3 separate regions of the Mus musculus genome follow, and regions 2 and 3 are each linked to region 1. A link is a contact called in public HiChIP or PLAC-seq and promoter capture Hi-C data. All regions are on one chromosome and are shown on one strand. The core of a region is the stretch at or near the end of the contact, and the rest is flanking DNA. Distances in the headings are between cores, read along the strand shown. Region 1 holds the start of Malsu1 (mitochondrial assembly of ribosomal large subunit 1). Region 2 holds the start of Ccdc126 (coiled-coil domain containing 126). Region 3 has its middle 19 kb from the start of Tra2a.

The links. Promoter capture Hi-C pulls out the DNA fragments that hold promoters and counts their contacts. HiChIP or PLAC-seq counts read pairs in DNA pulled down with a chosen protein or histone mark.
Region 2: a contact with region 1 is called in a promoter capture Hi-C map of pre-B cells, with 5 times the contacts expected there. The contact joins the promoter of Ccdc126 here to the promoter of Malsu1 in region 1. A contact is called at or near these places in 13 of 39 promoter capture datasets (the 3T3-L1 cell line, 3T3-L1-derived adipocytes, the C10 cell line and 9 more), 18 of 484 Hi-C or Micro-C datasets (the 63-12 cell line, the AML12 cell line, CD4 T cells and 14 more), 14 of 115 datasets of contacts at active chromatin or transcription factors (the 230-238 cell line, the SCID.adh cell line, astrocytes and 10 more) and 4 of 9 other capture datasets (adipose tissue, liver, macrophages and 1 more).
Region 3: a contact with region 1 is called in a FOXA1 HiChIP or PLAC-seq map of pancreatic cancer cells. The contact joins the enhancer-like site here to the promoter of Malsu1 in region 1. A contact is called at or near these places in 2 of 39 promoter capture datasets (the 3T3-L1 cell line and stem cell-derived epiblast-like cells), 1 of 484 Hi-C or Micro-C datasets (olfactory sensory neurons), 5 of 115 datasets of contacts at active chromatin or transcription factors (embryonic forebrain, embryonic midbrain, embryonic stem cells and 2 more) and 2 of 9 other capture datasets (liver and pancreatic islet).

The regions. Positions count from the first base shown.
Region 1 is chr6:49,071,513-49,075,509 of GRCm38.p6, reverse strand. It overlaps Malsu1 (mitochondrial assembly of ribosomal large subunit 1), which reads right to left and starts at 1,715. Exons shown (of 4, transcript NM_029353.1): 1 at 1,407-1,715; 2 at 246-424. The coding sequence starts at 1,644. It also overlaps the pseudogene Gm19253.
Region 2 is chr6:49,317,605-49,321,601 of GRCm38.p6, reverse strand. It overlaps Ccdc126 (coiled-coil domain containing 126), which reads right to left and starts at 2,328. Exons shown (of 3, transcript NM_175098.6): 1 at 2,122-2,328.
Region 3 is chr6:49,280,618-49,284,614 of GRCm38.p6, reverse strand. No RefSeq gene overlaps it. Among named protein-coding and RNA genes, the nearest start is that of Tra2a, 19 kb to the right of the region's middle. Within about 2 kb of position 2,289, at least 25 of the 459 cell types and tissues checked have an H3K27ac peak or open chromatin away from gene starts, as enhancers often do. A contact at or near this core is called in pancreatic cancer cells, where this site is marked.

The sequences.
Region 1 (3,997 bases), core at 466-2,965:
ATAGGTGCTACTCTAGAACAGACTCCTAGTGTCTTCTGGCTTGTTTCATGTTATTAATTTTCCTTGTCACAAAAGACACGAATTAGAAATTATCTGGGCTCGACAGAGCTAAGTATTTGCTCCCAAATATTTTACTCTGAGAAACCATAAAAATCACTCTTGGGAATTCTAGAAAGTGGGCTTCCTCTGCAGCCTCTGTGTGTCACTCTCTAGGTAAAGGTTCACAACAAAGGAGAGCATCCTACCATCTTCACAAGGTAGTGGACCATAGCGTGTAAGTGTCGGGTGGAAGTCCCACTCCCAATCACAAAGTAGTCTGTGTATCTCATTTCTGGAGGAACCTGGATCACACAAATGTCTCTTGCATTTTCTTGCCTCAGAAGTGAAACCAGCATATCGATGTCAAACTTGGCACCAATGTGATCTGAAAATGCAGAAACGCTTGTGTCAGATGGCTGAGGAGAATACAGACCTACATTTGTCTACAGAAGCAGACTGACACGAAGTCTCCTGGAGACAGTGGAACTGCTCCCCCTACAAGTGTATTTATATCTAAAATGCTTTGGTGAACACTAGGCAGGAGGATCCCAGGTTCAATGTTAGGCTGAGCAACTCAGAAAGACAAGGTCTAAAGATTTTTTATTTTTAAACTAAAAGACTGAAGGTGTGCTTCAGTGGTGGCATGTACGTGGCCCTGGGTCCAACCCCTAATACCATCTCCATTCAAGACAAACTAAACCAACCAACCAAAAACCAGCTTAAAACTGAACCCGGACAACAGTTCCCTAAAGCACTGCTCAGCTTTCCTAGGTAGAAGGTTCAGATTACGGACACTGGATACTGCGATTACCAAACGGAAGCAGAAGCAAATGTCTTTCTATTTACTAGTACTGAAAGGAACAACACTCCACAAATGCAGAGATGCTACACAACAACCAGCGGCATGATTTGAGGGAGAGGACAATATCCTAGGGCACACGTTAAATCGAATCGCAGATTAAAAAGGTTACTTAACTATACTGTATGGTAGGCGGGTTCTCAAGACAATACCTGGTCCACAGCCTTCAACAGATATGAAGAAACGAGGCTGCTAGGACTAGTGCTACTAAGACCAACCAGTCCACCTGCTACGACCCTGGGCAGATCGTGAGACGGGGTGGATCCTGGGCTGTGAAGCCAAGAGCCGGATGTTGCCCGCTCTATGACTGGAATTTTGACGACAACACGCTACCTTAGCCTCCCTCTAGGACTCTCGGGTACGCAAAGCAAAGTTGGTGCCGACCACCTCCCAAATCCCTTCCAGCTCTGCGTCTGCGCGAATGGCTATTTCTCTTGCCCCCGAAGCGCACAGGAAAGCCCAGGGCCGCCTGGGTCAGGCCGGGCCACCAGGTGTCCTGCCCGCGTACCTGCGGGTCCGGGCTGCAGGCGAGCGTCGCCAGCGGTCCGCTCCTCGGGCTGAGGCCCATGGTGCAGGCCGCGCGTTAGGCTCGGGGTCAGGCAGGTCGCGGGCCTCGCGGGAAGCCATCGCTCTGCCAGCCGCGGAAGCCAGGGAACCGAAGCCATTGCGGGGCCGGCTCTCTGGAAGACCGCCCTGCGCCACAGCAGCGGCCATAAACGCCGCGCGGGCGACCAGCCCGGACCCATAGCTCTCGCCGCGACTTCTCTGGGGGGAGGTGGTGGAGCTTCCGGGCGGCTCCGGGATTCTACGTCACGAAGTGGGCGGGTCTGTAACCGGAAACGGTGATTTAGACGGATTGCCTGGGGAGTAGTTTAAGGAATGAGGAGGACCGTGTGGATGGTGGTGGCTTACGCTTTTACTTTCCGCACTTGGTAGGCCGAGGCAGATCTCTGAATTCAAGGCCAGCCTATTCTACAAAGTGAGTTCCAGGACACCCAGGGATACACAGACAAACCTTGTCTCTCTTTTTTAAAAAAAAGAAAGGAAAGGAAGGAAAAGGAAAAAAAAAAGTGAGCCCAGATAATCTTTATGGGGCTGGAGAAGATGGCTCTATGGTTAAGAGCACTATCTGCTCTTTCAGAGGTCCTGAGAATTGATTCCCAGCAACCACATGGTGGCTCACAACCACCTATAATAGGATCTGATGCCCTCTTCTGTCTTGTAGGCATACATAAATAAATACATCTTAAAAGGAATTAAAGGGTTCCTACCTCTCTCTCTCTCTTTCCTCTTCTTCTTTCTCCTTTCCTTTTCTCCTTCCCTCCCACTTTCTCCAGCCCCTTCAAACCCTCTCTAGCTCTCTCCTTTCTGTTTTTCCTCTCCCCCAAATATGCAGAAATTAACCCTGTCAGATAGGAATTAAGTATTTTTAGCCATTTCCCACTGTCCAAAAAACAAAAAAGCAAACAAACAAAAAACCCTAAATTCAAGAACTAGAAAGATGGCTGAGCAGTCAAAAGTACAGACTGAATTTAATTTCAATGGTATTAAATGCCCTCTTCAGATGAAGTGCACAAACATATTGTACAGACATATAAGTAGGCAAAACACCTGAACACATAAAATTAAAAACACAAAACAAAAATGAATCATACAAAAAAGAAGAAAAAAGTTTGAATGGCGGCATCAGGTATGGTTGATTGCTTTCAAATGAAAGATATGGGTCATTAAATGAAAATCTCAGTGCTGGGTTTGGGATACTATCATCCCTACATTATTGGTCAGGGCAGCTATGGGCCCACCTAAAAACAAGTGAGGCTATTTTGGTTGTCTCCCACAACTAGATGGTAAGACCATACATATTGGTGAAGACAACACTCCTTGTTTTCAAGCTGAAACTAATCTAAAACCTTCTTACCTGCTGCCCAGCTTTCATGGAGTCAGGAGGTGGCATGCAGGTCACTGGGGGAGAAAAGCCATCAGTGGACTTACCCTGAGTGATAATTCCAATGCCAGGCCAGATGCGCCCACTGAGTCAATAGTGCATGAGTTATGGGGTTAGCCAGCCAACCACCTTCTGATTAGATCTGAGCCCTGCCTCACAGGAGGGAATCCATGCCTAGCACTGTAACTCCGGTCAAAACAAAAAACCATGAACACCTATGCGCATAAAGATAGCACTAATTAAACTCAGTGGGCTATACAGAGAAAGGACATGAAGGAGGTGTTATAGCTTGCTAAAAGACCCTCACCCACAAAGAGCACAGAGACCACCATCGTTGCAAAACACATGTGGGATTTACTTATCCAACATGTTGGGGAACCCCCTCTCAGCACACAGGCTGGAGGAGAGATCCAGAACAAAGAAAGAACACACTTTTTATACTTTTGTAAGGGCCAGATATAGGGCACCAGGGTAGTTTGGCTTTTTTTTTTTTTTTTTTTTGCATTTAAAAATGTAGACTTTAATAAGTGTACAGGTCAGCTAGTGGGGCAGTTGACCAAGATACATAATGCAGGAGATACAAGTGACCACCTGGAGTTTCTATACTTCATTCTGCTTACAGAATATTTATTAAGGTTGTTTAATATATAACTTTTCATTTGACATTGTGGAAGTCCTTTATTGCAAAGCGAATCCTTCTGTCTGGTGATAAGCAGCAGCCACGACGATCACTCTGGACCCCCACGCTGGATAAACTCCATTTCCTTTTGAAATATAGGTTTCCTTCTGTATTTCTGAGGTAATGATTTTGTAATTTTTGCAGTGTCTGGTGGCCCCTGGTGCATTAGTAAATCGGGGGACGTACTTCCTTTAGAATGCTGCGAAATGACAGAGGAATGGGAGGGGAGTGCAGCAGACCCCAAAGCTTCTGAGGCACTGAGTTTAGGTTTGTCTCTTCTGTTAGGAAACTTTATTAATGGAGCATGTGGATTCACTACCTGCATGACCCTGGTGGCAGAAGCCATCTTGCTGCCCATCATGACCCCTGAGCTGTTTGACTTATTTTAATTGGTGTAGCCAATAACCTTTTTTAGACATTGGTTGGTTTGTGTAGGGTGACTCTTTATTTTGTCTGTCCTTGTGTTTTTAGTGTG
Region 2 (3,997 bases), core at 1,079-3,578, 250 kb before region 1:
CTGGGATTGAAAACAGGAAGCACTATATCAAAAGAAGAGTGCTTTATCACTGTGCTGTAGAGAGTGTTTAATCTAAAACCACATTATGCAGCATCAGATATTTCGGTCACAGGCTGAGCTGCTCAGAGCCTTAGCCAATCATAGCTTGTGTCATATGGCCCTACACCTCTTTCCAGATGAACGGGCTAGCACAGGGCACCCCTGCCAGGGGCCTTCTACATAAAGAGACCAGAGAGAAAACAATGGCTGAAGCAGATGAATTTATGAAAAGGAAAAATGAAAACGGGTTAGAGAAGTGAGACCAGAAGCTAAGAGTGCACAGGCAAGAGGTACCCAGGACCACTAGGATGGAAGGAAAAGGAGCCGCAGCTCGCAGAGCCGATGCTGGTTGGTAGGGATCATGATTTCTGCAGCTTCCTAGCTCTTCCACGAGAATCCCTTTTTATCAGGGTGGAAGGAAAGAACTGTAAAACGTAAAGGGCAGGGAACAAGGACACGAATAAATGTGTAAGGGGATTTATAGTTTTCCGCTATAGTAAAATGGATGTTCCAAGATCCTTAGCATTGGAAGTCTGAGATAGACGAATCGATCTGTTCATTACTGTAGACACGGGGAAAGGAGAACTGCAGAGAAAGCAGAGCTAAGGTCATGCGGATGGTGGCAGAACAGGACAAGAACCAAGGCTGCGGTTCTCACCTTCTCCTCTACTGCACTCATAACACCAAGGAGAGACATTTTCTTCAAAATGAGTGTTTCTGCCGCACGTTTTAAGGTTAATCAGAAATGTTTGCATGCGTATGCCCCCTTCCACAATTATTAACTGCTACTGTTCTAGCAATCATTAGAAGGCTCCCCTTTCCCTAAAGATATCACACAGTCACATAAATCATCATGTCTCGACTCAAAATAGTACATACAGGGCATACACGTTAAATAAAAATGAAATTCAGTTAAAGTTTTATAAAGCTTTCCTTGAAAACCCAATGTCAATAACATTGAGAAAGCAAGGGTAAAAACAACTGACAGAACCTGAACACGTTGAAGTCGTTCCTGATCAGATTTACTGCATTCACTCAATGTGTCTCCAGACAAAAACTATAACCTGGGAACAGAAATCCTAAGTGGGTGTCAGGTGATGGTGGCGCACACCTTTAATCCCAGCACTAGGGAGGCGGAGGCAGGAGGATCTCTTGAGTTTGAGGCCAGCCTGGTCACGAATAAATGCGTAAGGGGATTTATAGTTTTCTGGTCTACTGAGTGAGTTCCAGGACAGCCAGGGCTACACAGAGAAATCCTGTCTAGAAAATGAGAGAAGGGGAGTGGGGAGGAGAGAAACGACTGAACCATTAGAAACAGTACAGAAAGTTGACATAGGGCAAAGCTGCAAAGGATCTGACGGACAAAGCCTTTAATCTCCTTTTAAGGGTTTCCTATGGGACCAGGCTAGGGAGGTGGGGGAGGTGAGTCCTTGTACAGTTATATACAGAGCTGATCCCCAGGAAAGCAGAGTCATCAATTTCCTTAGAACATTCTCAGCCATCTTAAAGGGGCGGAAATTAAGAAGCCAGCATATCTTAAGGAATTCTCTGCATGTAAGAAGTAAAAATATAAACTGAACACACAACCTAGTGATTAACCAAAAGTCCACACACTTCGAATCACATTCAAAACATCTTTTCATCAAATGAAAAACTCAAGGTGTAATAGCTTATTATCCATAAATCTAACAACTTAAAACTGTATGAGATCTCCATCTGCTGGATGAAACACATCGGCTTGGAGCCATTGCTTAGCCTGAATGAAGCAGCAGGCAGAGGGACGCCAGGGGTTCGAATCCTGGCTGCCTGGCCATTCAATTGCCACCGCCTGTACCTACAGCAGATAAAGTTCCTCCCCAGCCTCCCAGGAGAAGAGTTTGGCAGGTTTAATGGGCATTTCACGTCCTTCTCCTAACGAGAGAATTGAGCTGTCAAGAGTGGAGCACAAATGAGCGCGGCCGCAGAGACTGCCCATCCCCGCAGAGCACCGCGGAGCCCGGCCCGGCGGTCGAGGCTGTCAAAGTAGCAAAGCCGGGGCCGCAGGGACACCGCCTCCCGCCTCCCCAATCTCCTCCGTCTGACCTGGCCTGCTGGTTTCCTTTCAATCACGCGGGCCGCCGCCGCGGGGCTCACAAACTGGAAGTACAGCCACAGCCCGCCACGGGAGGGCGTTAGCGGCGCCGCAACAGCCTGCGGGCCAGGACGGAGGTAGGACCGAGAGCGCTCGGCACCCGGGGACGCTACTCCCGGTTTCCGCTCCGCCTCCCGGCCACCCTTCCCCCATTCTCCGGCCAGGGCCTACTGCGCGCGGCATTGTGGGGAATGTAGTCCCGCCTTGCGGAGAGACAGCACGTGCTGTTGGCCCAGGGGCTCAGGGCGACGCGGTTGCTTAGCAACTAAGAGGCGCAGCAGCTGCATTGCTACTAGAGAAAACTCAGCACCCTATTCGCCACTAGTGGTGAAGCATCCTACTATCTACCTTCCACTAGAAAAGAAACCCCTAATGCTGTTGTCTGACACTAGAGGGCATCCTAGTGTTGGAGAGTCCAATGTCCCCATGGTGCTCCTGAAGGTCCTCACTCAGGGAAATAGGATAAAAAAATAACTAAAAGGACTAAAGACTAATAGAAACAAACTATCCTTTTCTGAGGACTGGAGACCTAGCTCAAAAGTTCAGACAGTTTGCTGAGGGACCAGAAGACCAGAGTTCAATTACCAGCTCCCACATCAAGAGGTTCATAATCTCTTGGAACTCCAGCTCCAAGGGATCCCATCTGCTTCTGGCCTCTGCAGACCTCAGCACACTCACACACAATTACATGAATACAAATAAAGTGTTTTAAAGATATTCTTGTCACGGATGGTATAAATATGTATACACATGACAAATACAAAACAACTTGTAGACAAATTATTACAATTAATAAGAGTTTAACAAAGTTAATACATTTTTAAAAAATCAAGTACTTCGGGACTTGGTATGCAGCTTAGTGGTAGAACACTTGGCTAGCATGAATATGGCCCTGATTAAATGCTCAGCACACACAAAATTACACGTTAAAAAGTCAAATTGGGCTGGAAAGATGGCTGAGCCCTTGTGCTTAGAGAGCACTCGGGTTTAGTTTCCAGAATCCACATGGTGGCTCACAACCATCTGTCACCCCATTTCTGGATATCTGACAGTCTTCCTCTGGCCTCACCAGGAATACAGTTGGTACACTAAGGTATATGCAAGCAAAATACCAATACTCATAAAATTCTCTCTCCCTCTGTCTCTCTCTATCTGTGTGTGTATATGTCTCTGTGTGTGCCTCTCTCTGTGTGCCTCTCTGTGTGCATCTCTCTCTCTGTGTCTCTGTGTGTGTCTCTGTGTGTCTCTCTCTCTGTGTCTCTGTGTCTTTCTCTGTGTGTTTCTCTCTCTCTCTCTCTCTGTCGCTCTTTCACACATACATACACACACACACACACACACACACACACACACACACACACCAAACAAAACAGGAGGACCTGGAAATCAAATGCAGCCTGGGAAAGACAGTTTTAACAGCAACAAACAAAAGACAAGCCTTAAGAGTGGAATGAGACCCTTGAAATATATAAATCAAGAAAGGCCTTGTACTCAGAATGTACAAAGAATTTTAATCACAAGAAAAAGAATCAAGGGCAAAACAAAGTGTTCCATCTGTAGAACACCAGCACATGTAGGGGTTTATTAATACCTTGTATGAGGATAGTTTGATCCTCCACGTCACAGTAGAAGGAGGGGAGGAGAAGGAAAGGGGGATCCAACCAGGGCCCTAACTAAGGAGAAAAAAAACCCATGTAACCAATGCACAAAATGGGATAATCTGGACACAAATGTTCTGTGCTCTCTAATGCTGCTAGACATATATGACCCTCGAGGATCTACAATGTAGTTCGTCTGAATTAGGAGGTACTGTAACAGCAAGCCACC
Region 3 (3,997 bases), core at 1,040-3,539, 210 kb before region 1:
TGTGGTTGGTTTTGTTAAATCTAGAGTCAGTGAGACCTCCAACCCCCTTTAATCATACATGCTGTAATTAAGGGATACTTCCTCAGCTGTCATGGTGGCACGCACCTTTGATCCCAGTGCTCAGGAGGCTTAGGCAAGTGGAGCTCTGTGAGTTCAAGAGCAGCCTGGTCTACAGACAGGTTTGAGGACAGCCAAGGCTACACAGAGAAAACCTGTCTCAGTACTATTATTATATCCTACTAAATATATAGCCTTACATATGGTCCACTCTGAGGCAAGATTCAGAAGTTATCACGGCAACAGCAACTGTCTTTTCTTTCTCTACTTTCCATTAAGATATGTTCTCTAAACCGGGCGTGGTGGCGCACGCCTTTAATCCCAGCACTCGGGAGGCAGAGGCAGGTGGATTTCTGAGTTCGAGGCCAGCCTGGTGTACAAAGTGAGTTCCAGGACAGCCAGGGCTACACAGAGAAACCCTGTCTCGAAAAACAACAACAACAAAAAAAGATATGTTCTCTAAAAGACTGTATGGTCACACATGCCTGTGATTCCAGCACTTGGGAGGCTGAGGCAGGAAGATTTCAAATCAAAGTCCAGCCTGGGCTTCAAAGACAGTACAGTCTATATAGCAAGACCTCGTCTCAAAAAACAAAAAAAGTTGCAGTCGTCATTGTTGTTTTCATCATCGTCATCATCACTGGCCAACTTCTTTGCTAAAGTAAGCTTTTGTATGTATGTAGGCCAAGGAACAAGCTCAGATATCCTCTCCCTCTCTCACTCTCCCTCTCCCTCTCCGTCTGTGTGTGTGTGTGTGTGTGTGTGTATGTAGGCCAAGGAACAACCTCAGATATCATTCCTCGGTTGCCATTCACACACCAGCACCACCACCCTGCCTGTTTAATCTCAGGTGTGTCAGTCCCAGCCGTCCACCTTGTTTGACACTGGGCCTCTTTCATCATTGACCACTTGCTCCTAGAAGGCTGGCTGGGCCTCTCTCCTGTCTCCACCTCCCATCTGGATTTAGGAGCACAGAGATTACAGACAAAGACACCACATTCAGCCTTGCATGGGTTCTAGGGATCTGAACTCTGGTCCTCAGGCTTGCATAGCACATGCGTTTTCCCACTGAGCATCTCCCCAGACCAGAATGTAAATCTTTCACTACATGTCAGGAGCTCTGTCAGGAGCCCTTGGGCATGCTCTCATTTTCCTTATGAGCTTCTGTTCCAGCTGTGGGGGTTTTGTTTGTTGGTAGGGTCTTTGTTGTTGTTCTTGTTTGAGACAAGCAATGTCTCCTTTGCTATACAGTCTTGGCTGGCTGAGAACTCACAATTAAACCTTGGTGGCCTACTTAAATAAATCCTATGGAATGCCTACATCAGATAAGTTACTCTGTGGTTGTGATGGATTAAGTCAAACTATTGGCACCCTTTAATCATGTGTGAACACAGAGAAAACAATCATATGTTCTAAAACTACAAAACGGACCAGACATCTCTTTTCATGGGACATATGACTGATTACTGCTTCTTTGCTGCTTCTAGCTCTAACTTATTCCAGTGTGTCGACATTTGCTAAGGTTTATTCATGTAAAACCTTATAAGGCCAGGTGTGGTGCTGTGTGCCTTAAATCCCAACACTCTGGAGACAGAGACAATTAGCCTATGTAGGGTAGTTACACAGGATAATTGCCTCTGCTTTCTCATATCTTCTAACAGTTGTTCAAATATTGACATGTTTCTGAGGATCTGGGATACTGACATCTAGAAGGCATGGTCATGGTCATCTCAGTTCTCAGACTTTGGTTCTCCATACTCACACTGAGTCGCTCACAACTGCCTATAACTCTAGCTCCAGTTCATTTGATGCCCTCTTCTGGTCTCTATGTGTGCCATACATCACATGCGTGCACACACACACACACACACACACACACACACACACACTCAGAGACAGAATGAGGAAGAGAGAGCTGTAGGCATAAATTTTTTGCAATTAAATTAATTAATTATTAAAAATTAATTTTTAATAAGGGTTTAACCTCTCTTCTAGTCCACCACCCAGCAGAGGTAAGGGAAAATAAAGGTTATTAAGATATGGAGGAAGTGGACCTGTTCAGCAATAGTTACTTTAGGGGCTAGCTCAATCTTTCTCAGCAGTTCAGTTCCATAGCAAACATCAAACATGACTCAGCAGCTGCAGTCCAGTCCTCTAGGCAGACAGATACCACACAGGCACTGGCAGCTACAGTCCAGTCCTCTTGGCAGGCAGACACCAGGCATGAGCCAGCAACTGTAGTCTAGTCCTGAAGAAACTGCCAGGCTTGCCAAGTTGCCTGAGGTGAGGCTGCGGAAGTGACAAGCTGCTGCAGGAACCACACAAGCAGTTCTTGGGCAAGTGTCTCTCAGTGGTGTCATTACCATGAGTTGAACTCAACAACACTATGTAAGGTGAACCAATACTGTGTGTCATTAATGAGGAATACCAAGGTGGAGCAAATCAAACCAATGCTCATTGCCAGTCTCCCACTGTCTGTGTGGTCACATTTATGCTCCTTCATCAAGCATCCTTTCATGTGTCTGTTGTCAAACCATTCTTTCACCTGTGTCTGCTTCAGGAAAATATTCTTTCATGTGTTTGCTTTAGCAAGACATCCTTTCACCTATGTGCCCCAGAAAACATCATTTGACATAGCTAACTTTCCAAAGAACTAGAAGTTTCCACTTCAGAGAGCCCTCTAAAAGATCTACATTCTCACACAAAAATTACAGAGACTGATTTGTGTTTCTTTCCAGATAGGAAGAGAAAGGAAGGAAGGAAGAAAGAAAGAACGAACGAACGAACGAAAGAAAGAAAGAAAGAAAGAAAGAAAGAAAGGGGTGAAGAAAGGAGAAAAAATAAATAGTTTTAGATTTGCCCAAAAAGATTGCCCTAAGGAGAGGCCCTTGGTCTTGCAAAGATCAGATACCCCAGTACAGGGGAATGCCAAGGCCAGGAAGCAGGAGTGGGTGGGTTGGGGAGCAGGGTGGGGGGGCTGGGGGGGAAGGTATGGGGTACTTTCAGGATAGTATTTGAATTGTAAATGAAGAAATTATCTAATAAAAAGAAAAAAAAGATTGCCCTAAGTTCTAGATTTCTCCATTATTAAGCTGTTAAAGCAATTTAAATAGTGGTACTATTTTCTTTATCTGGCTAACTCCCAAATAAATGAGACAGAGACCATAGATTTATTTGAAAAGCTTTATGGCACAATAATTGATAGATTATTAATCTATTCTAATCCTCCAAACTAATCTAGCCACCTTCCAGCCAAAATCCTTGTATTTTTAGTATTGGTCTGGCTCTCTCTGCTCCAAGTATGTTCTGATGGCTCTTGGACCCTTTCCATTTGGTGAATTTTCTTCTCCTTTCTCTCCCCTCCCTTCGCTGGAATTGGAAGCCCAGCCCTATTCTCTTCCCTGCTCAGTCATTGGCTGACCAGCTTTTATTGGAGATCAGAGAATAAATGCAGAGCACTGTTTACACAACACTGAGACATGAGGTCCTTAGAACAAGCATTTCAATGACTGGATTGCAACCAGATACAGAGGCAGAGAAATCAGCATTTGAATAATACAAGGATAATGTTTACACAGTGCTCAATAACATTATGCCCACATTAAGCAAAAATAAATAACTGAGCAATCTCTGTGTGCCAAGTACCAGCTGAGCACTGTGGACATATTAACACCTCACAATCATCCTAAAATATTTTTTATTTCCATTTTACACAGAGATTTATCAAACTTGCCCCAGAACCTAAGTGGTAGACACAGGATCTTAAGCCCAGACCCCCTGTTTAAGGATATGTTTTCTAAGATTTGCTTAGAAGGTACTGAAGGCAGAATTCAATCATATTTGTTCCCAAAAGCACTTGATGCCTAGACTTATTTATTTATTTATTTATTTATTATATGTAGCTGTCTTCAGACACTCCAGAAAAGGACATCAGATTTTT